Regions from separate parts of the Mus musculus genome. Here region 1 is linked to region 2. A link is a contact called in public HiChIP or PLAC-seq data. All regions are on one chromosome and are shown on one strand. Each heading gives the region's core, a stretch centred on a gene start, on an enhancer-like site or on the middle of the called end of the contact. The rest is flanking DNA. Distances are from core to core; before and after follow the strand shown. Region 1 has its middle 62 kb from the start of Gm30609. Region 2 has its middle 24 kb from the start of Gm41385.

Region 1 (4,620 bases), core at 387-2,886, 390 kb before region 2:
TGTCTTGATGGGATGTCTGTCAATCATTGGGAGTGTGCACTTGAGTGAGATCCCTTTGCCTAAGGCTCCTCCTCAGTCTCCTTTGGCTTCTGACCATGAGATGTGTAGTTTTGCTTAACACAGGTTCTAACCGTGATGTACATATTTGCCGCAGGCCTGAGCCTATAAGACTCACACTGATCATGGACTGGAACCTTTAAAACTTGGAGACAAAATTAATGGTTTTGGTCCTTTATTTATCAGCTGCCTCAGGTACTCTGTCACAGTGACAGAAAGCTGGCTACCTCAGCAAGTACATACTAAATGACTTGCTGCTCAGAGAAGGGCCGCCATCAGTGATCAAACTATTCACACACTGTCTCTCCGTGTTGTTAAATGCTCTTCAGTGTAAAGCAGCTACATGAGCAAGATAATAATCCAGTTCCTTTGTCTCTAGACTATATCAGGGAACAGCAGGCATTTGGTTAACATTCTCAAATCAATGAAAAGATAAATGAGTAAACGAATGTACGGATACTATACCCTTCATGGTCCATAAGAGGTGTTCTCTGAAATCTATGTAGATGCATAGACTTTAGGGAAACCTGTCATATCTTAAATAGATTAGAGTGTTTTTCTGGAAGAGAGCCTAGGTGAACACTCTTACCCAGTTTATTTTTAATCTATACTGTGTTTTTACAGCAGGCGTGTCTAAAATGAAGTATGACACCCCCCCCCCACAAAGAATGGCCCCTGGCATGCAGGCTACATATCTCTGGTGAAGTGACTTCCACGGCTCAGCCACTGCTATCTCAAAACCGTGGGCCCACCCAAGGAAAGAGACTTTGGAGTCTGTCCAAAGAAGCACAATGAAAATGATGAACGGGTTGGAAAACCGTCTTCCCAAAGAAAGGTCACAGGATCTGGGCCCACGTAGCATGGAAATATGAAAAGGCAAGCCTACCAACGTGCTGCGGGAATGTGGCAAGGCAGAGGTGAGCAGCTGGTTTTAATTCTTAGTTATGATGGTGAAAGTCCAGGATAATTAATTTCAAATGGAGCATAGAAGCTTTAGGTTAGTCCCTGTAAAGTCCTTACAACACAATAGAATTCATTAACCCGAAACGTTATGGGATTTCTGTCTTTGGAAAGGTTTTGTGAGACGAGTCAACAGCAGAGAAATGCACTTTGCCAGGCCGGGCTGGAGAGGGAATGGAAATGTGGTTAGAAAAAACAGGCGGGTCTGAGGCTTGGGCCTTCGTGTTCTTCACTTTGGAAATGAAATTATCTCCAGCAAACTTGGCTTTTAGGAAAAGCCTTATCCCCACACCCGGTCGCTCTTTATGCTTTTTCCTATCGTTTTGAAAATGCAAGATCCAAATTCTTTTAAGAAAATTATTTTGGAAGAAAGAGAAAGAAAAAAAAAAAAAGAACTTCTCAACTATTTGTTGCAATACTTTTTTTTGGCAGGGAATGTTATAGAGTCACAAGCAATTGCAGCAATGATTTATGAACAATTACTAGAGGATGACAAACCAACAATGTGAAAGAGGAGGGTGTTGGGAATTATGAAAACACTCCGGACCCACAGCGCAGCTAGTCTGCCTGTCTGCGTTCTTTATCTCTGGACAGCAGCACTGGCGTGGACCGCATGGCGGTTTATACTGCTCACGGCAGGCCCCAGGCCTCTTCTGCCTCTCCGCAGGCACAAGGCCCGCGAGCTGGGACTGACAATGCTGTTTCTCATCTTGCGGAGCCACGTGAGAACGTTAGGCTTGAGCCCTGTTTTTATTATATCGTATTACCCATGCATTGCTCTAATACAGTATTAATACGATACAGATGTATTAATGCATTGTGGCATCGCAGATATTGAAGTATAAGGGCACAGAGACTTATGTGGGAAGTCTTTTCAAGGTCTGTGGAGACTTCTTCCATGGTCCAAAAGAAAGGAATTCCCAGAGGGAAGCCCACTCACCATAGAGCGACCGCACTGTCTAGACGGCCTAAATTGGTGGTATGGGAAGAATGCTGAGAGCTCATAATTAAATCAAAGTAACCTCTACCTGCCATTTGGATCACAAGCAGAAACAAAAGTAGTATTAATTGCAAATGCCAGCAATCCAAAAATGTGATTAATTTAAAAAAAAATGCTACTTTCCCCGCAGACAGTTTTCTTCAATTCACATATCTTTTGGTAGAAAAATAAATTCAGGAAGGTTCTCCATCATACAAGGAATTCTTTGTTCCACTGGCTACTAACATTTTAAACAAACTCACCCTTCAAGATAAGGGGATCTCCTGAAAGGGCTCAGGCCTCTCGTTCTCTTCCCCATCGGTCAACTTGCCAACACTAAAGGAGGTTCTCACATTAAGAGCCAAGATGTTTGCTTCCAGAGGCGATGTGTGAAAGATTCCCCTGTGATCTGGCCTGGATAGTGTTGTGTTACATTGATTATGCTGATACTCTCAGGAGGGAGTAGAAAACAAACTCAAGTCTGGATCACTAAGTGCCCAGTTAGAGGGAGGTCTATGAAGAGCTGGACACCAGTTGTGTGGGGAAAGAGTATTTACTGAGTGTTTCCCAGAAGGAAACCTTTGCCCCTGGACACTCTGTGTGGTACTATCTTATAACTGACTCTCAAACCGAGACAAAGAGACACCAGGCATGGAGAGACACCAGGCAACTCTTAGAAAGGAAAGGGGAATGGCTTACATTTTCAGAGGTTCAATCCATTATCATTATGGCAGGAAGCATGGCAGCACACAGGTAGACACAGTGCTGGAGAGGTAGTGAGTTCTATATCCAGATCCATAGGCAGCAGGAAGAGAGAGCAACTGGCAGTTGAAATCGGAAAGCCCATCCCCAGTGGCTCACTTCCTCCAAGAAGGCCAGATCTATTCCTACAGGGCCACGCCTCCTAATCCCTCTCAAGTAGCACTGCTCCCTAATGGCCAAGCATTTAAATCTATGAGCCTACTGGGGCCATTCTTATTCAAAGCACTGCAGTGTCATAGGCAGCTACAGCTGCTAGCCACACATGCTTCTCCAACACAGCATCTACTGCACATGCTGCCAGGCAACACCTGTGAGGCCACTGAGTGATTAGCAGACGACTGTTCCTTTGTATTGAAGCCAACTGGAGACTTGCATTGAGAGCTGTGGCTGAGTTGTCACGACAAAATTAAATGAAGGTTCATGGAAACTGCTTCCCAGAAAGTTATTTTTAGCAACACTTCTGGTCAAAAACAACTGTAGGGAGCCCCAGAACTCCATGAATATAAATTCCCTTGAATTAAATCCCCCCACCCAAATTTTGTGGAGTTGAATGTATATAGTTTTCATAAAGTCTAGATATTGTCAGATGTCCATATTTGACATAGTTCTGTATGTTTATACTGCATATGGGATTGGCAAGAGTGTGATTAAATAGGAGACGGGATTATTTAGATGAGAGCCACTGTGTCACAGTCTCTCTGGTGCTTGCTATGCAGGAGGCAGGAGGGAGAAGAATGTATTTTGCCTTTACACGATAGTAGTTAATTCTTTTACTTTCTAAAAGTTAGGAAATAGAGCTGAGGGCTGAGCTCCATTGGTGAGATGTCTGCCAAATAGCGAGAGGACCCACAAGTCAAATGCAGTAGTACATTGTCTGTACTATAAATACGGAAGAGGCAGGGACAGAGAGATTCTGTAGCTTGGTGGCCAGCCAGTGTCTGACTCAGGAAGCTCCAGGGTTAGCGAGAGACCTTGTCTCAAAAACTGAGGAGTAGAAAGAATAGAGAAAGGTGTCCACATGCATGTGTTTGTGCACTCACTCACAGTGTAAATCCACATAAACATGTATACACATTCATTTACACATGCACACATGCATACATGTAAAACAAACAAACAAACATGTATACACACATGCGCACTTGCACATACACACATATACACATGCATACATGTACTAACCAACACAAATATGTGCATATGCCCTTATATATACTCACATGCACATATGAGCACATGTGTAAATCCACACATGCATTTACACATACACACATGCACACTTGCACACATGCACATTGTAAACACACACGAACATATACGCACATGAACTTACACATGCACACATGTGCAAACCAACACAAACATGCACACATATTTGCACATACATTTATACACATACACATATGTATAAACCCATATAAACGTGAACACACGGATACACCACACACATATACACACATACAGTCACATAGAAACATATACAAACCCACAAAAATGTGTACACACATATACAACACACACACACACATTTACAAAAAAGTACATGAAAAATAACTATCACTCTACCTCCATCAAAAACAGTGATTCACCTTTTACCTGCTTATGTAGTTTTTGCTAAATATACATTTCTCAAGTCCCTTAGGAACTACTAGCAGCATATATGATGTACCTTTGATATATATTTTCTTCCATAAATGTTCCAATAGTTCCAGGATGATCTGCCCACTTGTTACAGTAAGGAGTGTCATTGGATGATGTGATGCCTGAGTTCTGAGTACCAAGATGATTTGTAGTTCAATGAAGAAATAAGAAAAAAGAGCTTCTAAAGTAGAGAGTCTAGATTTTTCAGACACTTTGTGACT
Region 2 (4,407 bases), core at 1,511-4,010:
GATATGTACATATCCTAAATAGGTGTGCATTTTTAATGCTGTATAATTACATAGCATAATGCAATCATTTTGTATTCACTTGAAGACCCACAGTGTATATTATCACGCTTATTTATCTTTTATCTTTCCTCCCCAAACCACGGAACATGGCACGTTAGTCAAGAGCTACATCCCTGCCTGCCTGTCGTCTCCACTCCCACACAATGGAGTCATAGAAGCATCATTAGGATCCATGGGCTTGCCAGCATCCGCTTGGGAAGAACTAGGAGTTACTTACGTATAACCACCCTGGAATATTCCTGTTACACTAAAACTTTTCTACAATATGAAGGAGTCTGTCTCCCCGTGGAAGAGAGATTTAATTACATACCTTATCTAAAATAGAAACCCATTAAACTCTGTCTCTGACAGGCAGCAACAATGCAGTCTTTTTTGCCTAAATATTACCAGTGAACAGGCATGCTCTAAGCAGCTTATTAATTGCGGGACACCTCCGGTTGTAGCAAGCACAACCTTCTTGAAATCCAAGGATGGCTTGCCTCTGACTCTGCCCACTGCTCTAAGTGGTTCCCTGTCAGTGATACACAACAACCCTACAGTCCTTCTTCATGACGTTCCTCAAATACTCCAGAACGTTTCAAATCTTGGAAGGTGTAAACCTCCTGAAGGAATCTGGGGGTTCTGAGATCCTGATAGGTGTGTAACTCAGTGTGTTCTCTCAGAGATGTGTTGCATGGACATTTTGTTGTCCCCAGAGAAAACTCTCTGATAATTCAAAAGGCAGCATTTAGAGAGCTCTCTCTCTCTCTCTCTCTCTCTCTCTCTCTCTCTCTCTCTCTCTCTCTCTCTCTCCCTGTGTGTACCTCTCTGTCTCTCTGTCCCCTCTCTGTCTCTCTGTCTGTATGTGCTCCTCTCTGTGTGTCCTCTCTATGTCTCTCTGTCACCTCTCTGTGTCTGTGTCTGTGTCTGTGTCTGTGTCTGTGTCTGTCTCTGTCTCTCTCCCTTTCTGTCTCTTTCCATCTCTCTCTACCTCCCTCCCTCTCTACCTCCCCCCTTTCATAGCTCCATCCCTTTCCCTCCATCCACAACCTGGTTTCATATTCTTGGATATGAATCTCAAGATCCTGGGGCCACCGAGGATATCCAAGGGCTTAGACGTTAAAACTGGTTCTTCCCTCTGGAGAAAGCTCGAGAGATAGGCAGTTATCACTGCTGGGGATCTCAGGCCTAGGATGGGTCAGAAAGCAAAAGGCAGGTTTGTCTGGTTTTCTGTTACTTTATCTCCACTTTCTTATTCACTTATCTTTATGCAGTTTTAATAACCTAATCTTGTCTCAACATTTTCTGGGAATCGTAAGAGAGCTATTCATGTACAGATTATAGAGTCCTTTCGTGGTAAAGGGAAGTATCACTTCTAATTAGGATGAGACCTCTAAAGCAGGCAATACAGACAGGTATGGTCGTTAGCACCAGTGCAATCAATTAGAAGTAGCTGCCTGGAGCACACATTGAGGAAAAAAACTCTGAGACCACATTCAGAATCATCAGGAAAGAATGCTTTGATCATTGCTGCTGCCATCAGTCATGATTATGACACAGGACAAGGCAAGTAGGTGAAAGGTGAAGACGGTCTCTGCCATCAGGAGCTGGTCTGGACCCCTACAGGATGTGAGTTTTCTTGTGACCACAGAAACTCTCGGTATTAAGAAAAAAAAAAATTTACATCAGGAAATCGACTGTTGATCTTGTGACTTCATACTGTAATTCCTCCAGGCAAATCACTTTCAGTCTTTCAATGTTACCCATCAGCATGGTTTCCAGATCTTTGGGCAAGCAGGTTTTGCTCCATTAGACACGTTCTGGCTTATGCCTGTTCTTCCTAAAATGTCGTAGTCCCTGAATAGTGGTGGAATAGAAAACTGTGTGGACCTAATATGGGAAGCAAAGTAACATAAGAAATATAAACACGTGTGTCGGTACTCGGGCGTTCTTACTAAACCCAAGGAAAACAAGAGCCAAGCATTCGACAAGTGAGGGCATTCAGGAAAAAGTGGCAGGCAACCTCCTGCACAAGGTGTCCCCAGTGACCAACTCCAGTGCCAGCAAGTGTATGGGAACAAGCAAGCAAGTTCTTATTCTGCATTTGAAAACCAAAGGTTGATAATTTAATGAATATTTCAGAACCAACAAATAAATACTTCTCTGAATAACATATAAGAAGGCTTTATTACAGAGAAATATCTGACATATATATATATATATATATATATATATATATATATATATTACATTATATTGTAGATACTACATGTATGTATACATTTCCCACATGCATATATGGGTATACTATATTATGCATATATGTGTTTGTACATATGTGTATTAGAACATGTGTATAGTAAAATTCAGGCCTAAGACAAAATTATTTTTGCTCAACATATTCTTGGACTTTCTGACCTATCAAACATCTCTAATTACTTTTCAAATGGAGGTGAAAAAAGAACAACCACGGGACAGAGAAAAGCTGAGTGTTCTCTCTCTTCCTTCAGAAAACCTCCGGTGTCTAATTAGACACCAGTGGCCTCCAGGGACCAGCAAGGCCCCAGAACTGCCTCTCTTAGCTGCACGTTAGAAATGCCTGGAGACTTATATCATTTTGTTCTTGCTATTTTTTTTATTAGCTCCAAAGTGGGCCAACTGAAGCAATCTTTCTGAGGAAGCAGTATAACAAGCCAGTGACTCTTCTCGGAACCCTTCTGAGGAGCCGGAGTGAGTCACAGCTTAAGGCCTAACACACATTTACCACCTTCACTTCTTGAACAACTGCTCACCCCATAAAACCAGCTGATAGAATAAAAACTGTCCATGAGCTAGAAAAATCAAATTCTTCCTTCTCTGCTTTAACCAGATAACCTCTGTTTCCCACTGACTCATAAGCCAATAGGTTCTCATGTGTGCAAATTACAGATGATGCTTCCAGGCTGGGAAGATGTAAGAGAAGCCAGGTGCCAGGCAAGAGCTAAGAGGTGAGACCTAGACACCATGAAAAAAGCCTTCCTTCAGTACTGTCCAGTCAACAGACTTGGTTACAAACATTCCTGTGTTTTCCCACTATGGAAGGAGGGCAGGATAAAGTCCATTTGCTTAAGAAGCCATTCCTTCTTTCATGTGGTTAATTATGGTCTCTTGGGGGAACATACCAACCTTATCAAAACCTATCTGCAGGGTGCTCTTTCGGAAGCAACCTACAGTTACTTCACCGTGAGTACGGCTTTTGCGCCAATGGCCTTCTCAGTGCCCCGCAATCCCAGTAAGACAGGTTCTAGGTCAGTGATTTAAAGACTAAATGACAGCCCCACGATTGACACACAACTCAAGTGTGAACGTGGGAGAGTCTCAAATCTAGATGATCCACTCCCGTTTTTCTGCATCTTGCCCTTTGCTGTCCACGCATACACGGGTTTCAACATTTTTCTCCCTGTTCTTTTCTGTGCTATCAGCTTCGAATTTATTGTTTTGAGGGTGGGAATTTTCTTCTCAAAAGTCTAAGTATGCATCAAAGAAAGGCGAAAGCTCCTTCTGACCAGTTTCAAGATTAGCATCGTGTCTTAGGCCACCGATTTCTCTCCTACCCACATGCTGGGTGTGGCTCTCCGAGCTGACTTTTGTTACGAATCAAATGGCTTTGTGTGGAATTAGTTATGTCAAGATCTTTAGGGAAGGAAAGCTGAGTAAATCTAGTAGATCTAAAAGGGAAGAATGAACTGCAAAAAAAAAGAGAGAACGGGGGAGAAGGAATAAAACCAGAAAAACGTAAGGGAAAACAAACAAACAAAAAAATGCCAATGAGTGACTCATTGGAGAAAGTGCAATGAGTTAAGCAACTAACAAAGACTGAGAAAAGCTCGAGCATTACTGTATTCTAAGTGAAATACCAAGATGTAGCATAGTGGCAGGACCTGAATAAATATTTACTGAATGATTGCTCTGTACAGTCTAGCTAAGTCAGAAATAAGGACAGTAGTGACATTTATAAGCCTTCATGATGACTAATCACTACTCAGATGTTTCCCATTTTATATTAATGAAAATGGTATCAAACTCTTGCTTAGACATATCAAAGAAAGAATATGGGATGTATATGTATACAAAGAAAGGTCAACAAAATATAACTACTCATTGTTATAGATATGGGGGGGAGACTATAAAGTGTTGTTTGAAAAGGTAGCCAGACAGGAGGAATTAAATCCACAAGGGGACGAATAAAGGTTTGTGTTCTAGCATGTTCTAGATTCATCTGATGGAATGTTCTATCCATTTGCCTAACAATTCTGCCAGAAGACTTGAGGTCTCCACTTAAACATGTGGAGAGTGGAACATTTCAGCTACTCAGTAGTCTGAGGTATA

The links. HiChIP or PLAC-seq counts read pairs in DNA pulled down with a chosen protein or histone mark.
Region 1: a contact with region 2 is called in an H3K27ac HiChIP or PLAC-seq map of the NIH/3T3 cell line, with 5 times the contacts expected there. The contact joins two enhancer-like sites. A contact is called at or near these places in 2 of 115 datasets of contacts at active chromatin or transcription factors (the NIH/3T3 cell line and fibro-adipogenic progenitors).

What each region holds. Positions count from the first base shown.
Region 1 is chr15:94,022,772-94,027,391 of GRCm38.p6, reverse strand. No RefSeq gene overlaps it. Among named protein-coding and RNA genes, the nearest start is that of Gm30609, 62 kb to the right of the region's middle. Within about 2 kb of position 1,636, at least 59 of the 459 cell types and tissues checked have an H3K27ac peak or open chromatin away from gene starts, as enhancers often do. A contact at or near this core is called in the NIH/3T3 cell line, where this site is marked.
Region 2 is chr15:93,633,009-93,637,415 of GRCm38.p6, reverse strand. No RefSeq gene overlaps it. Among named protein-coding and RNA genes, the nearest start is that of Gm41385, 24 kb to the right of the region's middle. Within about 2 kb of position 2,760, at least 32 of the 459 cell types and tissues checked have an H3K27ac peak or open chromatin away from gene starts, as enhancers often do. A contact at or near this core is called in the NIH/3T3 cell line, where this site is marked.